Linked DNA regions of Mus musculus: region 2 is linked to region 1. Evidence: chromatin contacts called from public HiChIP or PLAC-seq data. All regions are on one chromosome and are shown on one strand. Each heading gives the region's core, a stretch centred on a gene start, on an enhancer-like site or on the middle of the called end of the contact. The rest is flanking DNA. Distances are from core to core; before and after follow the strand shown.

Region 1 (5,015 bases), core at 1,822-4,321:
CCAAACCATATAAAAGTTGGGACTTGCATGGGCCTCAGCGGCTTTCTGGTTCTGCTGCTATGATATGGGGCCAGAGAGAATGAAATGGAGGTGGGGATGGGTGCATAAAGGAAGGATTTTCGATATTTCAATGAAACATACCTAGACAGAGCCTGGCCTCCTGGCCAGTAAATAGCCCAGTAGGGATCACTGTAGGGCCACAGGTCAGCCCTTTCCCACCAAAACTTGCACCTGGGGGTTAAAAGCCGTAACTGGATTTCCGGGGTAAGGCTACCACTGCTGGTGACTTCAGTGTTCTCTTCCAGGTAGGCTTTCATCTTAGGATCCAAACAGCTCCCCACTGTCCTCCAGAGAAACAGGGGAGACCCATTGTTCACAGCCTGCAGGAAACTCCATGGGCTCCTGGGAGCTTTCCAACACAGGCTGAAAGCCATTAGTACATCTCCAAACCTCAGGTTCTGTCAGTGTTGCTATTAATAAGGACTGTTTCCCAAGCAGATAGAATGAGGGTCCATCTTTCCACTTAATTGACACTGGAATTTCTGGATCTCTACAACAAAGAAACAATACTGAAATTTCTTAGTCTAGCCAACATGTCCATATCCTTCCACATAACAAGAAAAATAAGCTAGCCACATAATAATATGCACTAACAACTCAGAAGTAAGTGCAAATTCATGTCAGAGGACAGCTTTGGCTTTCCAGTTTGGGCAAAGAAATCTAATTGCTCTTTTTTTTTTTTTTTTTTTTCTTTTTCTTTTTTTTTTTTTTTTTTTGAGACAGGGTTTCTCTGTATAGCCCTGGCTGTCCTGGAACTCACTCTGGAGACCAGGCTGGCCTCAAACTCAGAAATCCACCTGCCTCTGCCTCCCAAGTGCTGGGATTAAAGGCAGGCACCACCACTGCCTGGCTTTTTTTTTTTTTTAAGATGTATTTATTTTATGTATGTGAGTACTGTTACTGTCTTCAGATATACCATTAGAGGGTATCAGATCCTATTACAGATGGTTGTGAGTCACCATGTGGTTGCTGGGAATTGAACTCAGGACCTCTGGAAGAGCAGTGAGTGCTCCTAACCGCTGAGCCATCTCTCCAGGCCCACTTTTTTTTTTCCTGTGAAATCCTTTCAGTAATTCATAATCACAAATATACAGGCATACTATTTTTATAACAATGTTCATGAAATGAAATAAGGTATATCTTTTTGTTTGTTTTGGTCTTAGGATAGCCTTGCATGTAAAGAAATGGCTCAGCAGTTAAAGAGCACCTGATGCTCTTGCAGTGGACCCAGGTTCGGTTCCTAGCATCCACACGCAGCTCACAATCATAACTTCAGTTCCAGGGGATCTGGTGCCCTCCTCTGGCTTTTTTCAGGCAGCAGACACACACACACACCACACACAGTGTGTTTATACACATGCAGGCAAAGCATATCCATCAAATAAAATATAGACTTATACCATAGCCCAGGCTGCAATGGAATTCACTATGTAGACCAAACAGACATCAAATTTGTAGTGTTCCTCCTCCCTCCAAGGTTTATTGTTGCTTGGGTCAGATCCAGGGCTTCATGCATTCAAGGCAAGCACTCTACCATATGAGCTTTAAGGTTTACAGCAGAGTAATATGGGAATTACTGTGTATTAGGATACCATGTCTTCCCAGCACTGGCAGTTTGGTTATGAAGTTATAAAGCCAATCTAGGTAGGTACTCAAATTATGTTACTGGAATGACATCAGGCTGGGCACAATAGTAAACTCCTGGCCTTTAATCTGAGCACTTGGGAGGCAGAGGCAGGCAGATCTCCATGGAAAAAGGAAACAATGATAAGAATTCAAGTCAGCCCTGTCTGTGTACTCGGTAATACCTGATTGAACTGGCATTACTGTCTAAAGGTTCTTGATTGGATTCAGTTTTCTCTGCCAAGAGTTTAAAAACTTCTGAGCTCAACAGGTAGCAGTGGAGAAATATCAAAACCTGAAGACAGAAGCAGACAGAATCAGATGTTGAAGAAATGCTTTTATTGGGGTAAAGAAACACACACATGCAGCAAACGCAGAGAAAAAGCCCCTCCTCGGCAAAGCAGAGGGTAGCTGAAAATAGTCCCTTCTTGAGAATTGGGGGGACGGGTTGTTTTTGATTTTGAAGTCTCTGAAGAGGTTTCCTCCCCTAATTTAGTGTGAGTCACTTTGAAGAATGAGAAAATGGTTGAAAAACTGCCCTGATCTGGCTTTGAACTTTTTGAACCAGGCCATCAGCATGGGAAGGAGAAAAAGCTACAAGGCTTTTTAAATTGCCAGGCTTTTTTTTTTTTGGTCTTGGGTCAGGTGGGTGAGGAAAAGCCAACCATCTTTAAAGTTTTCCACCTTTATTACCCATCCATGGCCCCTCTTCCTATCTGCCCACTGTAGGACTGCCTCCCTGTACTACTACTTTACAAAAAGACAGACAGACAGACCGGATGGATGGATGAACGAATAAACGAACCGAACCAACCAACTAACCAACCGCCTAGAAAGAAGGCTCGGGTATTAAGAGAGCTGCTTTTCTTCTACAGGTCCACAGATTCCAATGTCTTAGCTTCTGGAGACACATTCTGGCCTCCACAGGCGCACGTGCACACACAGATAAAGTACGTAAACAAGCAAACAGTGCAGGGCATTTCTCTAATTTCATTACTTGGGAAGCTAAGTAAGGCAGGGCTGCCTCTAACTCGAAACAGTCTAGGCTACATTGCAGCCCAGAGACTACAACCTGAGACTCTGTGCCAAGCAAACAAAAAGGTTAAACTCCAAACAATGTTGTGACCACGTTACTTTCCTCCAAAACAAAGGACAGGAGTCTACTTTAAAGGGTAGTGCAGTCCTTGTGGCCTTACCTGACTTTATTCGATCAGCAAGTGGAACTCGCCCTTCACGTGCAGGAGAAAAAAAAAAACAAGTACGGTAGGTCTCCTTTTTCGGGAGAGGAAGACTGAGCCCGTGGCTCTAACTACACAGCGTAGTGGGTACGTGAAGGCGGCGAAATTTGGAACCAATGAGACGCGGAACGCGGGGCCGCCCGGACCGAAGGGCTTACGCACCGGCTCCGCCCTCTTTCGAACTGTGTTTTGTTTTGGATGTCCCTCGGTTCCCAAGGCAACTGGGAACGCCGAAGCCCTAACCTGGCGACTCCTCAGGTCAGACCCTATAGACCTGAATGAAGCGCAATTGCACAACTCGTGTGAGCCATGTCTGCGAATTCTGATTTCTAAAACCTCTTGCTGGACTTATGCTGCTAGCACTGTATGCCAAGCATACTGTTAAGAGTATGAACCTGGAGTGGCAAGTAAAGTTTTATGACATTCAGTTGCGGTGTGTCATAATTATAAAGTCACACGTAAGACTGTTTTCAGCCTGTAGGTTCAGGATCTATTATATCCAACTTTCTAATGACTAAATTTTCCACTGGCCCCTCAACTCAAGACTTCAAAATTAACCCATTTCACCTTCATTACCGAAAATCTGCTATGATGTACAAGAAAGAAAAACATCCCAAACTAAGAAAATGGCAAACCATGTTGCTGTATCTAAATTTACAAATTGAAAAATGTTCTTCAGATGCCTGGTCAAAATCTGATTTGGGGCTTGGGGATGTAACTCAGTTATTATGAATGTTTATATAGCATGAGACCCTGGGATCCATCTCTAATTCTAGCACTTAGGAGAGGATGGTTCAAGGTCATACTCAGCAAGTTAGAAGTTAGCCTGGGATAGATGAGACACGGTCTCAAAAGGAAAGGGAAAGGGAAAAAGGGAAAGGGAAAGGGAAAAGGGAGGGAAGGAGAGGAGAAGGGAGGGGAGGGAAGGGAAGGGAAACAAAACCTGGACTCTATCTAGGTGGCTCAATGAGTAGAGGCCCACTGCCAAGCCTAACAACCTGAGTTTCTCAGGACCTACATGGTAGAAGGAAAGAAGAACTGTCCTCTGACTATCACCCCCAACACACACACACACACACACCAGAATACATACATGTAATACAAACTTTAGAAATCTGTATTTAGCGGCCAGAGAAATGCTCAGTGGTTGAACATGTATAGTGCTTGCCTAGGATCTGAGTTCTCTTCTCAGACCCATATAGGGTGGTTCACAATTCCTGTGATCCCAGCTCCAGGAGATCTGATATCTCTGGCCTACTTGGGTACTTCGTACTCATGTACGAAGACATACCCAGACACACATAATTAAAAATGAAAAATTTAAAGTTCCAGATGTAGTGACATGTGCTTCAAATCCCAGAATTTAGCCAGTATAGGTAGGTGAAGCTCTGTAAGATAAGGGCCAACCTGATCTACATAGCAAGTCCCAGACCTAGTGAGATCCTATCTCAAAAATGGGGGGTTGGGAGGGTTGGAGGAATTTTTAAAAATCGGAGACTGGCAGTGGTGGCATATGCCTTTAACCCCTCAGGAGGCAGAGGCAGGTAGATCTCTGTGAGTTCAAAGTCAGCCTGGTCTATAGTGCCAGTTCCAGAACAGTCAAGGCTAGACCAAGAAACCTTGCCTTAGACAGACAGACAGACAGACAGACAGATAGATAGATAGATAGATGATAGATAGATCTGTACTTATAACTTACCCTCTCATCCTGTCCTTTCATGATAGATATATAGTTCTACCAGAGCTAAACCTTTAGTCCAGGGCCCTGTGCTTTCCTTTTAATGATTTCCCAGCTGTTCATAACTAAAATCTCTAAGAGCCTGTAAGGAGAACACCACCATTATACCAAGTAACAGCCCCAAATGTATTATCCTTTGCCTCGAATGAATGGTATGCTCCTTTCTGATAATGGGAGGACTGTTGCATTGACCAATCATATTTTGACACAAGGGATTAAATGAGGAGGTTAACACTGATGACTAGGCCTTATCCAGGTCACCTGATTTCAGGGTCATTGAGTCAGCCTTTGCAGCCAGGTCACCTCCTGGACTCTGACCTGAAATTTAGGGTGACAGAGGAATAAAGAAGTGGGCA
Region 2 (5,185 bases), core at 475-2,974, 250 kb after region 1:
AGTTAGGATTATATCTCAATCTAATGGCCCAAATGATAGTTATGGTAAATCTGGAGATTCAGGCTATCCTCAGACTTATAATCTTCCTGCCTCGGCCTCTTGAGTGCTGGGAGTTGTGTGCCTGTAAAGGTATGTGCCACAACCCCTGGTTGGAAATATTATTTTTGGGTTCATTATTAGCATAGGCCAACAAAGGCATATGCAAATATAAATGTGTCAGTTCAGTTATCTGAAGGTGTGCTCATCACAGGCTTCATGGCCACTCTGTGTGGCAAAAGGTAAGTCTATTGGTCAGTTCAGCAGCCTGTTCTTTCTCTAGTTATAAATGAGGAAAACAGACAACATAGTGTTTGTCTAATATTCAAGTTGCAGGTATAGTTCAGAGATTCAAAGCTAAAATACAACATTAAAGAACATAATAGGACAGGGAGGAGAGATGACTCAGTGGTTAAGAGCACTGGCTGCTCTTCCACAGGCCCTCCCTGGGCTCAATTCCCTGCACCCACGTGGTGGTTCACAACTGTTTATAACTCCAGTTCCAGGGTATCCAACACCCTTTTCTGACCTACAGCAGGAACCAGGCAACCATGTACATAAACATACATGCAGGTAAACATGTAATAGGTAACAAGAAGTGCCAAAGCCAAGGTGATTTTTGGGTGGTCTTGTCCAGACTTTCCATTTATTTACTTGATTATGCTTTTGACTGCCCTGTTCTAAATAATTACCCTTGCCTCAAGGATAGGACTTAAAACCAATTCTATTTGGTAAAATACTTGGGCACAAGTTTTAATTTATTAACTTTATTATTTTATTTAGTTTATGAGGTAGTGTTTTTTGTTTAGGTCTGTTCCTGCCTCCCTGGTATTAGGGAGTAATCTACCCCTAAAACCTCATTTGATACAGGAACTACCACCAGTCCTTCAGAAGCTGACATTCTTCCTGTTTTCTGTTAACTTTATGCAACCCAACAAATAACTTTTTTTTGTTGTTGTTTTTTTTTTCTTTTTTTCGAGACAGGGTTTCTCTGTGTAGCCCTGGCTGTCCTGGAACTCACGCTGTAGACCAGGCTGGCCTCGAACTCAGAAATCTGCCTGCCTCTGCCTCCCGAGTGCTGGGATTAAAGGCGTGCGCCACCACTGCCCGGCCCAACAAATAATTTTAACAACTCTTTTAGTGCCAATGAAATGAATTGCTTCATAGCGACACATAGCCTTGGCGCATACCCTCCTACTACAAAGGCTGCAGTCATCTACTCTGCTGCTCTTACAGGCTGAGTCCTCTGACTCATTCTACAATGAAAAATCATCTGTGGGGCAAGGGTGCTCTTGTATTTTAGAAGTGCCCATTTAAACCATTAGAGCCTGAAGGCTGGCTTATCTGGTCATTCTGCGCAGGACTTGCTGCCTCTTTTCCAAGAATTGAAATCATCTGCACCAGTGCTGGCTGAAACAAGCGGGCCCATCCATGCTACCAGGTGCAGTATCTCACACCAGCCTCAGGCGCAACAGAGAAGCGCAGGGAAGGTACGCGCCAAGCGCAGGCTTGCAGAGAGGGGCACCGGAAAGGACCTGTCCCTCGCAGGTCCCGGGTACCGGAAAAGGGCGGACTGTGGTGGTCTAGCGCACGAGAGGGGAGTGGGAGGGGACACCGGAAGGCGAAGCCTCCGAGGGGAGCTCGCGTGCTAGAGGGCGGGGCAGAGGACCGGAAATAGGCGGGATTTGGGCGTGGTCGCGCCGTGCGCGGCCTACATAAGTTGCGCGCGCCTTGAGGGGGACAGCTTGGGCGCGAGCAGCGGAGTTGGCTGGGTGCACTGTCGGCGGTGGCCGCAGGCTAAGCTGAGGCGGGAGGAAGGGACGCGGGGGGAGAAGGGAGTGCGGGGTGGAGTTCGCCCACTTTGCAGCGCGCAGGACTCCCGCGCGCTTTCGGAGGCAGCCGGGGAGGTGAAGCAGGACGGCGGCGGGGTGGGTGGGTCTGCGCGGCCGCGGCGGGGTGGAGAAGCGTGGTGCCCCAGCATTCTGGGGTCGGGCTTCTCAGCGGCTTTGCAGAGCGCTCTGCGTCTGGTGGGCTGCGTGGGCCCTTAGACTGTGACCCTGACTGGGGCTCCTCTACTCGGGCCCTTGGGGCACTTGAACGAGCAATGGTGTCCAGGGGCTGTCTAGCTCTGGTCTTGCTCCTTACGGGCAGGATTTCTGAATAGAGTTGAAGTGTCCGACTCCTTGGTTTCCCGGTTCCTTGGTGCGGGTAGCGGAAGGCTTGCCAGTATAGGAGTGAGTGATTGTGAGTTACTGTAAACACAACTGGAAGCCACCTCGGCGTACAGTTTGTGAGACTTGGCAGCAGTGTCCAGGGGGATGCACTTGGTTAGGTCCTGGACAGTCAAAGAGTGTTGTCATTTAGTACAAGAAACTTGGTTCACGTAGACTTTGAGATAGCTTGAAGTTGTGGCTGCAACCCTCACCCTCCGCCCCCGACCATAGAAATTATTCAGAATGAGATCAGAAGCCTTCCGCTTGCTTAGCAGTTCTCCATGTGGGGAATAGAACTTCTGGAAACATTCCTATAGTGTAAATTTTGCCTACGTATAGACTGTCTTTATTGGCTATTGCTTGTGTCAATTAACCTTAGTAGGGGAGTGGAAGTACGCTGTCTGAATCAACGTTATGTTTTGACTTCATTTCATTTTAAAGAAGCTCCTCGTTGTGCACCTTTAGTTTACATTGGTACTTAACTCCTCCTGCCCCCATCCTTTAGCCTCATCTGTTTCAGTGGTGCAACTCTCTCCATCCCTTTTCGGTTACCAGTCACCTTCAGGCCGGCCATTCAGAGGAGGGAAAAGTGGGAAGTATGAAGTCAGCCAAGTCCCAAGTGAACCAGGATCAGCAAGGGGAAAACCAGCGGGCTCTGAGCCCCCTGCAGTCTACTCTCAGTTCTGCTGCATCTCCTTCCCAGGCATATGAAACCTATATTGATAATGGACTTATATGCCTTAAACACAAAATTAGGAACATCGAGAAGAAGAAGGTAACCTTTCTACCCCTCCCATCCCTGAGTGTGCATTACCATAAGCCAGGTTAAGGATTCGACATTCTTTATATCAGAGAACATAGATCTTCTTGCAAGTTTAATCGACCTTGAGACTTAGTTGCCTGGGAACAATTAAGCATCCAGGCTAAATGTTTGCTCTGTTTGCCGACACAGCTGAATAACTATTCTTCACACATTGCTTTTGAAATATTTGAAGAGTTGGCTATTATAGGTCTGATGCATTTCTTGAGTTATATTATTGTAGCTTAGATAAGGAATAGCTTGATAGTTTAGTTCGTTTTCCTTGTGACTGTAGCAAGTGATACAGCAGTATGGCTGCTGCAGTCTCTGGAAGCATTTTACCATGAGCCAGAAAGTGTTTCAGCATTTATTATTTTTCCCCACTGCTAGATACCAGTTTAAGATTGGTGAAAGTATTGTAGACAGCTTTGTAAAGAGACTTGGATTCTTACTAGCCTAACATCACAGTTAGTTGTATGGTAAAGATTAGATAATTTCTTACTTCCTGAGTCATTTAGCCTGTGATCCAGTCATCCCAGTTCTTTGGGATGCATTGTTGGGTCGAGATTCTCATCTGCATTTGACAGATAAAGCTGAATAAGTATCTGGATCTATATTGTGCTGAAAACCTAGTAAAACCTTAGGAAGGTTGTTTTGTTTTTGTTTTTTGAGTCAGGGTTTCTCTCTAGACCAGGCTGGTCTCAAACTCATAGAGATCTGTCTATGCCTCCTGAGTGCTGGGAATAAAGAGGCAAGCCACCACCGCCTGGCAGGTAGGTTTTTTGTTTTTGATTTTATAGTGGAGAGGTATATGTACTTCCCTTGCTTTGGAAATTAGTGCTGAAGCCCTGGCTGGTAGTTGTTTCTGTTTATCTTTTTCCATACATCTTTGGCATTTGATTACTAAGTTGTTCCTGGGTCAGCACAAGTTCCTTAGCTCTGAGAACTAGTCAGTGCAAGGTCTATTAGTGGAAATTCATTGATGTTTTTCCTCAGAGCAGAAATATGTGTATTCCTGTATTATCCAGCCTAGTACCACCTCTTTAATTCTGAATGCCTGTATGCTAGACCAGTGCCTTTGTTTTCACCTTCTAGGAAAGCATTTTAAGACTGAAAACCAGTATAGGAAGAATCTGCAAAATGCTTGTGGTATAGTATAGTGGTTTATGTCATGAATTTGTGGCTAATAGATGAATTTTATTTTTATGAGTTTTATTTTTAAATTTATGTTTTTATTTTATGTGCATTGGTGTTTGCATATATGTCTGTGATGGTGTCAGATCCAGGAGTTTCAGACAATTGTGAGCTGCCATATGGGTGCTGGGAATTGAACCTGGGGTCCTCTGAAACAGCAGTCAGCACTCTTAACTGCTGAGTCTCCCTAGCCCATTTTATATATTTTCTTTTTTTTTTCTTTCTTTTTTTTTTTTTTTTTTTTTTGGCTTTTTGAGACAGGGTTTCTCTGTATAGCTCTGGCTGTCCTGGAACTCACTCTGTAGACCAGGCTGGCCTGGAACTCAGAAATCCGCCTGCCTCTGCCTCCCGAGTGCTGGGATTAAAGGCATGCGCCACCATGCCCGGCTTGTATATTTTCTTAACTAGAAAATTTTGTATGAAAGATAGCTTTACATTTTGGCACTACTGTTCTAAAGTTAACTGTTATGAATATGCCACACAGTTCAACAGGTAATAATAGTATATGCAAGCATGAGCTAATGTAGATAAGCTAGCCAGCTATGATGCCTCTGATGTTTTGTGCTAGATAGTTGTTCTCAACCTTCCTAATGCTGAGGCCCTTTAATAGAGTTCCTCAAGCCGGGCGTGGTGGTGCATGCCTTTAATCCCAGCACTCGGGAGGCAGAGGCAGGTGGATTTCTAAGTTCAAGGCCAGCCTGGTCTACAAAGTGAGTTCCAGGACAGCCAGGACTGCACAGAGAAACCCTGTCTCAAAAAACAAAACAAAACAAAAAAAAAATTTCCTCATGTTGTAGTGACCCTTCCATCCTAAAATTATTTTATTGCTACTTAATAACTAATTTTGCTACTGTTATGAATCATAATGTAAATATCTAAGATAAAGGATATCTGATAAGTGACCTCAAAGGGGTCAGGACTCACAGGTTGAGAACCACTGTGC

The links. HiChIP or PLAC-seq counts read pairs in DNA pulled down with a chosen protein or histone mark.
Region 2: a contact with region 1 is called in a FOXA1 HiChIP or PLAC-seq map of pancreatic cancer cells. The contact joins the promoter of Caprin2 here to the promoter of Etfbkmt in region 1. A contact is called at or near these places in 3 of 39 promoter capture datasets (hippocampal neurons, pre-B cells and stem cell-derived epiblast-like cells), 1 of 484 Hi-C or Micro-C datasets (embryonic stem cells), 2 of 115 datasets of contacts at active chromatin or transcription factors (memory CD8 T cells and pancreatic cancer cells) and 3 of 9 other capture datasets (adipose tissue, liver and pancreatic islet).

Annotation. Positions count from the first base shown.
Region 1 is chr6:149,139,569-149,144,583 of GRCm38.p6, reverse strand. It overlaps Etfbkmt (electron transfer flavoprotein beta subunit lysine methyltransferase), which reads right to left and starts at 3,071. Exons shown (of 5, transcript NM_001252095.1): 1 at 2,880-3,071; 2 at 1,869-1,978; 3 at 142-550. The coding sequence starts at 434.
Region 2 is chr6:148,892,776-148,897,960 of GRCm38.p6, reverse strand. It overlaps Caprin2 (caprin family member 2), which reads left to right and starts at 1,724. Exons shown (of 19, transcript NM_181541.4): 1 at 1,724-1,943; 2 at 2,805-3,024. The coding sequence starts at 2,848.